Linked DNA regions of Mus musculus: region 2 is linked to region 1. The links are chromatin contacts, called in public HiChIP or PLAC-seq maps. All regions are on one chromosome and are shown on one strand. Each heading gives the region's core, a stretch centred on a gene start, on an enhancer-like site or on the middle of the called end of the contact. The rest is flanking DNA. Distances are from core to core; before and after follow the strand shown.

Region 1 (5,728 bases), core at 1,916-4,415:
TGCCATTTGTCAATCCGTTCAGCTGCTAGAGGATGCCTGCTGCTTCCGACTATTGGCAGCTATGGAGAAAGCTGCTGTAAACATCTGTGCACAGGTTCTTCTGTGTACCTACATTTTCAACAGCTTGGGGGAAAACACCAAACGAGTATGGTTGTAGAATTGAGTGGTAAAGCGTATTTGATCTTGTAAGACATTGCCAAAGCGCCTTCCAAAGGGGCTCTTCTGTGTTCCATTCCCACTAGCAAAGGGTGCCTGGTGTTGTATGCCCTTGAAGACATTTGGTGTCATCTCTGTTCTGGATCTTGACTATTCTAAGAGCTGTGCCGTGGTATACCTTGTTGCTTTGATTAGCATTTTTTTTTCTGATAGAATAGGTGTGGATCTTTTTATGTGTGGATTTGCCATCTGTATATACATGATCTTGGGCCTCACTTCACCAGGAGGCCTGTTGATCAGTCGATGCTTATTAAGAGCCCTGCTGGAGAAATCTTACGGGTTCTCGCCGTGGTCTCACCATCTTTGACACCCTCTTCATCTTCATCTTCACACCCCTGCCTGCCTGCTCAGAGCCTGGGTCTTAAGTTTCGTTTCTGGTGCTGTGATTAAACACCCAGACCGAAAGCAGATTAGAGAAGAAGAGATTATCTGGCTTACGATTTCTAGTTACCATCACTGAAGGGGAAGCCAAAGTAGGAGCTCAAGTGGCCTGTCACATTGCATAGCATCGCAACCACAGTCAAAAGCAGAGAGAAACCTAGACTCAGCCTTCCTGCCTCCTCTCCTCTGGATTTCTCCTCTTCTGCAAAAATCAGGACTCTTTGCTTAGGAGATGGTGCCGACACAGTGGGCTGGATCTTCCCACATCAATTAGAAATCACGACAGCCCCTGTCAGATCTGTCCATAGACCAATCTGATCTGGATAATTCCAGTCAAAGCTAACTTCTCAGGTGCTTCTATGTAGTGGCAAGTTGGCAGTTAGAGACTCATCCCTGTCTCTGTCCTGGCTTTTCCAGCTCATGAATGGCCACGGTACTAACCCGGAACCCAGGGGTTCTGACCTTAGGCATGTTGTAAGTGATTGCTTCTTACTGCTGCTGACAGAGAGACATTGGGTAGATGTGACCCTAGTTCCTGTGGCTGTCTGCAGAGTTTCTTACTCTGGTGTAGACAATCCTTTCCCGACTCCATTTTTTTTTTCTTGCCACTCTTCAGTGAGGTGAAGCTTCCAGAAACCCCACAACATTGCTTTTTTTTCTGTCACTCAATGGCCTGCAAAGTGTTTGGCTTTTTCCCCCTATTGGGTCCTCTTTTGTGACTTTAGCGATCCGGTCCCTTCAGCTTGCATCTGTGTAGCCGCTTCCTGCACGGTGACGTGTGGGGCTTTGGGGAGGTGAAGCATGTCTACTAGTTCTTCTTTTTTCTGCTCTTATTCAGTCATGTCCTGTGTCCCATAGATTCTGGCTGTGACTCAGTAACCGACACGGAGCCCGAGGACGAGAGAGAGCTTCCTTTCTCAAAGCAGACAAACCTGCCTCCGGAGATATCGCCTGGGAACCTGATGGTGGTACAGCCGGACCGCATTCGCTGTGGGGTAGGCATCCTGGGGACCTGGTACATCTCCATCAGGGCATCGACTTTCCTAGTAGATGCCTTTGTTTCAGTAAAGGGTGCAAAGGTATCAGGATACATCTTATTAGAACCACCACCTTCCCTCGGGACTCCCATCACCTCGGACACGAGTAGCTTCTTTAAGTCAGAGAATCGAACCTGGGAGTGTATGTGCCATCCATGTAAGGACTCTGTTTCATGAGTGTGTAACATAGGGCAGACAGAATACCAGCAGGCCACAGAGTTAGAGAGAGGCCTGCATATCTTCCAGCTGGCCTAGCCTGGGAAGGAGAAGGTGACACATTGTGGGAGCCTGCTTCTTCATTTACTGGTCACCACCCTGGCCTCAGGGAGGGTGTTAAGGTTTGATAGAGGAAACTTGCTGGCCAATATTGCTTGCTGAAAGATTGCCTAAATACCCAAGCCATGTATGGCTAGCATTTTATGGTTGTCAGTCAGTCACAAGGGAGCTGTTGTGTGAGACTTCGGGATAGTCACCCTATCGTAATATTTCACAGTCCTTCCTTCTCTGATTTAAAACGGGAGGCATTTTGGATAGGTTAGAGCACCAGAATGCTTTCTCCATGGATACAAGCTCTTTGCTAAGCTTGCCACGGTGGCTTCCCAGAACCTCAGGGCATGAGAACATTGGAAATGAGAAGTGGGGGTGGGGGAATCTGACTTTCTCCTTTGCAGTTGAGACCACAAGGTGCTGGGCACAGGCTCCCAGCATCAGAGTTGTCGGTTGTATTTCAGGTTGCATTCAACTCTTAGACATGATTGATCTGGACTTCAGAGTGATTTTAAAATTAGGCATAAAAGTTGGTGTTTCTAAAGAGAAAAGAAGTTGGTGTTTCTTGGTGTCTCATGAGTCAGAATCTGTGATATTAGGCTTAGGCTTTCTGGTTTTGTGTTTGTTTTCCCATGGGACATGCCCGCTGTAGCCTGGTCCCCACCATTCTCTGATCTTCAGTTTTTATTTTTACTTTTGAGGTTTTGAGACCGTCTTTCTACATAGCCCAGGTTGGCCTTGAACTAGTGAACCCCTTTTCTTATCCTCCCCACAGCTGGGGTCACAGGTGTGTACCACCACACCTGGCCACTTCCTGGTTTTTAAATCCAGCCTGTTGTAGCCTCTTTGCAGTCACGGCTGGACTGATGTGGACATTTCTGGCTCCTCTCCCAGTGCCGTGTCTTCCCACAGGTGTGTGGTCAGACTGCCAGGTGCAGTGGGAAGGGTGTTTGGCACCCATGCGTGCTTCATCCCACTCTGTTCAAGTCTTCCTGCTCCCTCTCTGCTGCCCTCTCACTTAGGATCATCCCAGTTGCCTACACTGAGTCTGTGGGCCTAGGGTGTCTGGCCTGTGGTGGGTCCTGACTGCCTGCAGAACTGACAGGCGTTCTTTTGGGCTCCTCATGTTTCTCGGATGAGATGCAGGACCAGGAGTTTGGCAGGAAGGATGACAGCCACAGGTCATGCGAATGGTTATAGTGGCCGCAGCAGCAGCCTGGGCCACAGCCCTCTCATGTCACAAAGTCCACACTTGGAACAGCCTTCGGCATCCCTTTGTGAAGGGTTGCTATGACGACTACATAACAGTCCTGGAATGAATGACTAAGGATGATCTGTGGCTCTGGCCATAGATCTCTCCTTGCCTTTCTGGTTTTGGGGAGGGCCCAGCCCTACCGGTCTTATCTAAAATGATCTTTGCCAAGTTGAGTAAAACAAGAGACAAGTTGAGTGTCTCTTACCTAAAATGCTAAGGGCCTGAAGTGTCTCAGATTTTGAATTTGGTTAGGGAGATGTTAGATTATTTCTGTATGCACAACAGGATATGTTATAAAACAAAGTGTGTTTATATTTTATATGCACGTTATACACAGCCTGACAATAGTTTTATAGAACATGTTACTTCCCTTGCATTTGGTCTTTGACCTAAATGCAAAGTATAGAACTTTCCGCTTGTGGTATCAGGTTAGAGCATTTTGGATTTTGGAGTTTCATATTACACCCCCCCCCTTTTTTAAGTGGTTGGTTACACTTATAACATTTATGCCACTACCACACCGGTATGTCTTGTAGTCATGTGAATGTTGCAGATCACAGGGTTCATAACTGGGCGAGATTGATTGGTGATTACGTTTCTCCTCCAGTAGTGAGTGGCGCTCCTTCCATCACTGTGACTGCTAGTCAGTAGGAGTGCAGCTTCCGGCTGGGCACCAGCTTGATCTCTCTGTGTTGGATGACATGAGTGTATCTGTCTTCAGCAATAGGGTTTTAGTGTCAGGTCGTGGAAGGTAACAGTAGCATTGACAATAGCTTGCAATGGTTTGTTTTTGGTGGGGGGTAGGGGTCTGTGGGACCACTTTGGCCAATGACTCAAAAAGATGTAACCCATTTCTGGTACTTGATAGCATATGGTATCTACATGGGCATTATTTTTCCCATTGTATGATAAGACCACTAAAAGTATATGTATATGTATATATATGTATATGTATATGTGTATATATATGTATATGTATATAAAGAGCAATTTTAAGATGTTATAAAATGAAATAAACATTTGTAGTCCCTAGGTTTAAAAAATTATGAAAATAAAGAATAGACAAAGTTTTTGTCTAATCCTCGTAAAGGTTTATAAATGTTGAGTCTGTTTTCCACAAGTTCCTCCACTGGACTGATAGCCTATGGTTCTCTGCCAGCACTGGTCTATCAAGACCCCTAGACCAGACCATCTTCTCTTAGAGAGTGGGCTGAGGCTCGAGGTGCTGGGATAACCTTTGACCCAGCACCCTAAGGGATACAGGAGGGAGAGAGAGACCAGAACTTGTCTCCCACTCCAGGCAGAAACCACTGTGTATATCATTGTGAGATGCAAGCTGGACGAGAAGGTATCAACAGAAGCAGAGTTCTCTCCTGAGGATTCTCCCTCCATCCGGGTGGAAGGCACACTGGAGAATGAGTACACGGTCTCTGTGAAAGCACCAGGTGAGTGGCCCCGTGGTGACCCAGAGTGTGCTACCCAGCTGCCTTCAGAAACACTGCTGTCCTTTGGCTCTCCAGCATCACTCAGCACGGCTGAGTTGGTGTTTTAAAAGCTGTAGTTGATGTCCTGGATTACCAGTGTGGCCTCATTAAGTTGATGTTTTAAGGAGCAGAGCATCCTCGTTGCCCTGGGTTACCAGTGTGACCTCGTCATTTTCCACGTTCACGGTTGTCACATTTCCTCTTTGGTGAATCGAATCTTTGTGGTTGGTGTATTTTTAATGTTTTTCTTCACCCCTCAGAACCTCTTCCGGTGGTATAGACTCCCACCCCAGGAAGAGCACGTAGTACAGTCTGCCGCAGAGCAAGTCAGCCCATCATGGTAGGAATAAAGTGTTATCCTCCAACCACCTGCATCCTAGCCCTTGGTGACTATTGGCCTTCATACAAAGCACCTTAAGCCCTCTTTTAATTTTTTATTTATTTACTTTTTGTTCGTCAAGGCCTGCGGGATTCAGTGAAACAGGCCAGGGAGCTGGCTCAGTGGTTAAGAATGCATTTTGCTCTTTCAGAAAAACCGAGTTCGGTTCCAAGTTACACATTAGACCGCACAACTGCCTAGAACTCAGTCTCCAGAGGATCCTATGCCTCTTTCCTACATAGGCATCTGCACCCACGAGTGTTCATTCTTGCACACACACACACACACACATACACACACACAAATACTGAAAATTATGCACAACAGATGAAAATCCCTTAAAGATGCAATTGGCATCACCACGAGGACTCCTATTTGGTGTACGTATTCATACGTGCTGGCCTGTTCATCTCCTCCCAGGTCACCTCTGACACTTCCCTCCAGCCCCAGTGAGCTGCCTCAGCATTCAAATGTAGCTCTGAGCTGACTCCTTTCTGCAGGACACTTGCTCTTCCTGGCATTGACCGGTCCCTCTTATTCTGTTTAGACCTCTCCTCGGGGAATGTTTCTCTGAAGGTCTATTCTGGGGACCTGGTGGTCTGCGAAACCACCGTCAGCTATTATACCGACATGGAGGAAATTGGGAACTTACTGTCGAGTGCTGCAAATCCTGTGGAGTTTATGTGTCAGGTAAGGCTGGTAGGAGAAG
Region 2 (5,728 bases), core at 1,488-3,987, 290 kb before region 1:
AGGGTGTCCTCTGGCCTCCAGATGCACATGCACACACAGATGTGTATACAAACAATCATAGGCACACCACACACGAACAAAAAGGGAATTAATGTCTCAAAGTACAGAGTTTGAAGTGATGCAAACACTTTGGAAATGAGTAATGGAGATGGTCACCTGGGGATGGGAATACAGTTAGCATTTCTGACTTGCACACCGAATGTGTTAAAAAGTGACCAAGAGTGTATTTTTATGTATTATATATAAAACAATGAAGGAATAGATAAGCCTGGGGCTGAGGAGGGTTGTCCTCACCCTAGAGATTGGGTGAGTGCAGAAAAGGCATCTTCCTGGCGTTTCCTGGTAGCGTTGGCTGTGGCATGCACATGGACTGTGAATGGGCGGCTTTGGCTCTTTACCTCTGAGCCCGCTCCACTTCCAGGGCATGAGTGGGTGGGCATACTTAGATCAGAGAACCTTGGTATCCCAAGTTTTTCTCAGTGTCCCCTCAACCATCTTAGATGTCCCTGGTTCTGAGAATCACCTTTCCCATATTTTAATCTGTAAAGTGAGAGTGATCTTAAAACAGACATTGCCTTCATATATGTATATATTTTAGGGAGCTTCGTCTATGTTAGGTTTCCTTATGACCTCTCAAATGTTCCTTAATTGTAGCTGCCTCTCCTGGATTCTCTCCTAGTCCCATTTTAATTCCCTATCCCAACTTTATCCTCCTGTTCCAGTCCCTGTCCCCCATCCATAACTACATATTCTATTTACATCTCCTAGGGACATCTATCTGTCCCCTCCTAGTCCCCACACTACCCCTAACCTCTGCGGTTCTATGAATTGTAGTCTGTTTCTCATTGATGGAACAGCTAATAGCCACACATAAGAGAACACATACCAGGTTTGTCTTTCTGGGTCTGGGTTACCTCACTCAGAATGATTTTTTTTTTCTAGTTCCACCCATTTCCCCGTGAATTTCCTGATTTTATTTCATTCTTTTTAAATGGCTGAGTAGTACGTCACTGTGTAAATGTACTACATACAAATCCCTAATTCTTTCATCTGTTGAGGGACATCTAGGTTGCTTCCATTTCTGGCTGAATAGAGCAGCCACGGACATAGTTGAGCGAGTGTCCTTGTGGTAGGATGCGGGGTCCTTCGAGCATATGCCCAGGAGTGGGTTAGCTGGATCTTGAGGTAGATCGATTCCCAGCTTCTTGAGGAACTGCCATATTGATTTCACGGCGGCTGTACAAGTTTGCGTTCCCACCAGCCGTGCTCCCCTTGCCCCACATCCTCGCCAAGATGAGCTGTCAGTTGTTTTATTGATCTCAGCCACTCTGACAGGTGTAAGATGGAATCTCAGGGTCGTTTTGATTTGCATTTCCCTGCTGACTCAGGATGTTTAACATTTCTTTAAGTGTTTCTCAGCCATTTGCAATTCCTCTATTGAGCATTCTGTTTAGAGCTGCACTCCATTTTTTAATTGGGTTGGTTTGTTTTAGTTCTTATATTCTGCATATTAGCCCTCTATCAGATGTGTAGCTGGGGAAATTCTTTTCCCGTTCTGTGGGTTGCCGCTTTGTCGGGATGATGGTATCGTTTGCCTTAGAGAAGCTTTTCAGGTCCCACTTGTTAATTGTTGATCTTGGTGCCTGAACTAATGGCGTTCTGTTCAGGAAGTCTTTTCCTGTGCCAATGAGTTCAACGCTGTCCCCCACTTTCCTTTCCAGGGTCAGACAGCACATGTCCTAAACGAGCAAACCTAAAGCTGTCATAACTAACTTTGATCCTATAGCTGTCTTTGGGAGAAAAAGTGCTATCAAGCCCGAGGCCAGATCTATTTCATAAGAAATCAGTTAAGGTCATTTGTCCATTAGCCTACCATCCGCTAATGTTAGTCAGCTCTCTATTACCATAGCAACATACCTGAGACAATCAACTTCATTTTTGCCTCACAGCCTCAGAGAATTCAGACCATAGTTGGGGAGCTATATTGCTTTGGGCCTGTGGTAAGGTTGCACATCATGTTGGGAACATGTGGATGATGAAGTTTTTGACCCCATGATAGTTGGGAAGAAAGGAAGAGGCGAGGCCAGGGTACAAACTACAGCATCTCCCATGTATCCATCAGAAGACATATGCCAGCTCAGGTGTCTAACCTGCAGTCCAACGCCAAAAGGCTACGTGTCTGTCATGGCTCGTGCCACAGCTTGCCAACACTGTCCTTTCATTGCTACAATCCTGCATTTTGCTGCCTTTATTCTGCTACAGACTAGAAAGCTTAATTTCTCAATGTTCATTGAGAAGTGGGCGTGAAAATTCAGTAGAAATGATTCATTACATCTTGCCACGCCCATATGATAAAACAGTGAGTAGTTAATGACTGTATGGCACCGTAATCTGTATTCAATGACATGCAGAATAATTAATGTGATACAAATATGAACATAAAAATTGATGGGGCCATGTATATGCCTGTGCTCCCAGGACTGAGAAGATGGCAAGTTATAGGCTACTTAACGGGAGCTTGTCAATGGACGAAAGGAAGGAAGGAGGGAAGGAGGGAGGAAGGAGGTAAGAAGAAATAGGAAGGAGGGAGGGTAGGAAGGAGGGAAGGAAGGAAGGAAGGAAGGAAGGAAGGAAGGAAGGAAGGAAGGAAGGAAGGAAGGGAGGAAGGGAGGAGAGAAGCAGGCAGGCTGGAAGGGAATATACTCAACTGAAGTTGATTCTATTTTAGGATGGATGATAGTTTTCTTCCGGCATTCCTTTGTGCTGAAGGCTTGTGCCCTTCCCGTGTGCTTGGCAGGCCTGACTCAGTTAATGCTGACTGACACAGCGAGTGGTTTGGGTGGCTAGTGTCTGGTCCAGCTCTGGAATTAATGGCTCCTGTTTCAGGGCACCGCTTTTGCAGCCTCTGGGTGCAGGGGATGAAGACAGTTCCACACACATAGAAACGCATGAATGGGTTGGGCAGGTAGAGGGTTTTACAGCTTGAGAATTATTCTGACCGCAGACAGGAGAGGCTGTTTCAGGCTAGGCTCCATTAATAGAGCAGGCATAAGCAGACCACACAGCTAATGTTTCAGTGCGCCCGAGTTATACTAATGACCAACAACACGGGGCTATTTATAATCTTGCCGGACGCCAGAGTGTGTTCCCAACCCACAGTCCTTTGGACTGGAAGAGAGCCTGGCTGCTGCCCTCCCCAGCTATGTCTCCCTGGGTCCTACCCATTCTCCACTTCCGGATAAACTCTCAGTTGTCTTTACTTTTTAAAAAGGTTAACGAATTAGTAAATATTCCGAGACTGGATCATACTACATAGCTAGACTGACCTGACATCTCTGGTCTTCCTACCTTAGCCTTCTGATTTTATTTCTTTTTAAAACTTTTGATTAAAATGTATAAGTAAGTTATGCCAGGCATGGTGCAGTGTGCCTTTAATCCTAGAACTCAGGAGGCAGAAGCAGGTAGATTTCTGTGTTCGAGGCCAGCCTGGTCTACAGAGTGGGTTCCAGGACAGCCAGAGCTATACAGAGAAACCCTATCTCAAATAAAACAACAAACAAAAACAGAGAGAGAGAGAGAGAGAGAGAGAGAGAGAGAGGAGAAAAGAGGAAAAAGGAAGGGAGGGAGTGGAGAGGGAGGGAGAGACAGAGAGAGAGAGAGAGAGGAGAAAAGAGGAAAAAGGAAGGGAGGGAGGGGAGAGGGAGGGAGAGACAGACAGAGAGAGAGAGAGAGAGAGAGAGAGAGAGAGAGAGAGAGAGAGAGGAAGAGAAAAACATATAAGTTGTGGTTCACATTGGCTTCTGTTGGACAAGATGGTTCCCAGGAGAAAGAGAGCGGTAGAAACTACCAGAGGGGGGACAGGTGGTTCTCAACTGGGAAGACCCAGCCTTGGGCAAGTGGAAGCTTAAAATGGTGAGTGAGGGGCTGACCTCTGCTCAGGACAGAAACAAATAACTGCATGTGGGATAAGCCAGGACGCTTGAGTGGCTTGTAGGAGACTTCGGCCCTGTGGTTTTGGGGAATGAACTGGGAAGGGACATTGAGATCCCAGGTGCGGCTCTGTTGATGTTTGTGGCATGTCTTTGAAGCTCTGAGTCACGTCAAGGGCCCCAAGTTCCAGATGACCTCAGGTGCTTCGAGCACTTTTTCTATCAAGACCCTGTTCGTGGTTGACTTCTACCCACTAGAGTTCACTAAAGTTCTATGTTCAGCTTTTTAATGTCATGGTTATGATCTACTGTACTTTTTAGTAATTTGAAAAATAATACGGCAAATGTAAGTATTTCAAATAGACCATTAGATCTGTAATATATACACTGTAATATATACCTCCTGTAGTCTTAAGAAGTCTGTTTTTACACATTGAAGTTTGCCTCCGACCGTCCTCTGTGTCAGGGCTGGTACTGATGTGGGAAGGGGATGGTGTCTTGCTCGGCCCATTAACCAGGATGGATGCTGTCAGCACACGAGGAGAGAAAATTAAATACACATCAAGGTTGCACCTGCCCTCCTTCTTCGAGCTGCACTGATTCCCTCGGCACCCATTCTGGGTTATCAGCGCCTGCCTCTCTTCCCCTCTTGATCGCAGGCTCTTTATTGAATCGTAAAGTGAGCCCCGGAGATGTTAAGGGAGAATGCCCAAGGTCACCCGGGCAGGGAGCAGCTGTGGTAGGCTGGGGTCCAAGTCTTGCTCGGCCTGTTTTATAAGATCACATGGCGTCAGCTGTGCTATTTTGGGAGATTCCTGTCCAGAACCATAGCCACATCGACCGGGCTGTACCTGTCTTGGGGTTCACTTCCTCTGCAGTCCAGAACAGGTGGGGGGCAGCTGGGTATCCGGTGACCCGATGAACACACCTCTCCCTTCTTGCTAACCTCACACAACCTTGGGGTTTTAAAATCGGTTGATACTGATGGTGCTGCAGGCGCAGATCTGTTTATTGACAGGAAGAACTCTCTAGCCCTTCTTGCCATTACACTCACATCCTGTCTTTATGCCTCTCCTGAGAATGGAGAATGATTCCGAGCTTGCCATAGCATTGGTACAGGGCTGGGCAGCTGGCAGTACTCAGATAGGTGTAGATGCGAGGGCGAGGGCTTGACTATGGATGCTGGCCCATGGAAGCTGACACAGCCTGCTGGGGCAGCCCAGCCATGTGACATCCATTCTTGTCATCTGGGTTCCCTTGATAAGCATCTGTTCTAGAGGGAGGCTCACACTTCTCAAAGCCATGGGTAAAAGAGTGTTCACAGCTGTCTCAACGGCTGGACTGTCCAACAACAGGGAAGCTGCTCATTAAACCACAGGGTGTCTATTCTTCTCAGAGATGCTGCAAAGCACTTTGGCAAAATGAGGCAGATTCCTATATGCCAACCTGGAAGGTTTCCAAGCCCTGCTGTCTGCCGACAAGAAAGCAAGCTGCTTGTATGTCATGCACGGTAGATAGAAACCATATGTGTCTGTGTGGGGCAGGGCTAGAAGGCCACACACAGGAGTTTGGCAACTGTGCCTCCTGTACCCTTCCGTGGAGGAGACTTGCATTACTGTGAACATGGCATAGTTTAAGCAGTTGCTTGATGATGGACAGCTGCAGTTTCCAGGTCCGAGTTCCTTGTCTGCAGCTACAGACTGGAAAAATGACTGTGAGAAGAGTTTATTTCAACCCTGCTTCTGCAGACTGGAAGTCCAGGCACACGTGTGACAACATGGCAGAGGCAGGACTGAGAA

What was found. HiChIP or PLAC-seq counts read pairs in DNA pulled down with a chosen protein or histone mark.
Region 2: a FOXA1 HiChIP or PLAC-seq map of pancreatic cancer cells shows a contact between it and region 1. The contact joins two enhancer-like sites. A contact is called at or near these places in 1 of 15 datasets of contacts at CTCF or cohesin (the NIH/3T3 cell line), 5 of 484 Hi-C or Micro-C datasets (brown adipocytes, cerebellar granule neurons, cerebellum and 2 more) and 3 of 115 datasets of contacts at active chromatin or transcription factors (embryonic stem cells, large pre-B cells and pancreatic cancer cells).

What each region holds. Positions count from the first base shown.
Region 1 is chr19:41,328,073-41,333,800 of GRCm38.p6, reverse strand. It overlaps Pik3ap1 (phosphoinositide-3-kinase adaptor protein 1), which reads left to right. Exons shown (of 17, transcript NM_031376.4): 3 at 1,456-1,592; 4 at 4,457-4,601; 5 at 5,567-5,709. Among named protein-coding and RNA genes, the nearest start is that of Gm52406, 48 kb to the right of the region's middle. Within about 2 kb of position 3,165, at least 50 of the 459 cell types and tissues checked have an H3K27ac peak or open chromatin away from gene starts, as enhancers often do. A contact at or near this core is called in pancreatic cancer cells, where this site is marked.
Region 2 is chr19:41,617,975-41,623,702 of GRCm38.p6, reverse strand. All of the region lies in intron 25 of Slit1 (slit guidance ligand 1), which reads left to right. Among named protein-coding and RNA genes, the nearest start is that of Gm52407, 17 kb to the right of the region's middle. Within about 2 kb of position 2,737, at least 13 of the 459 cell types and tissues checked have an H3K27ac peak or open chromatin away from gene starts, as enhancers often do. A contact at or near this core is called in pancreatic cancer cells, where this site is marked.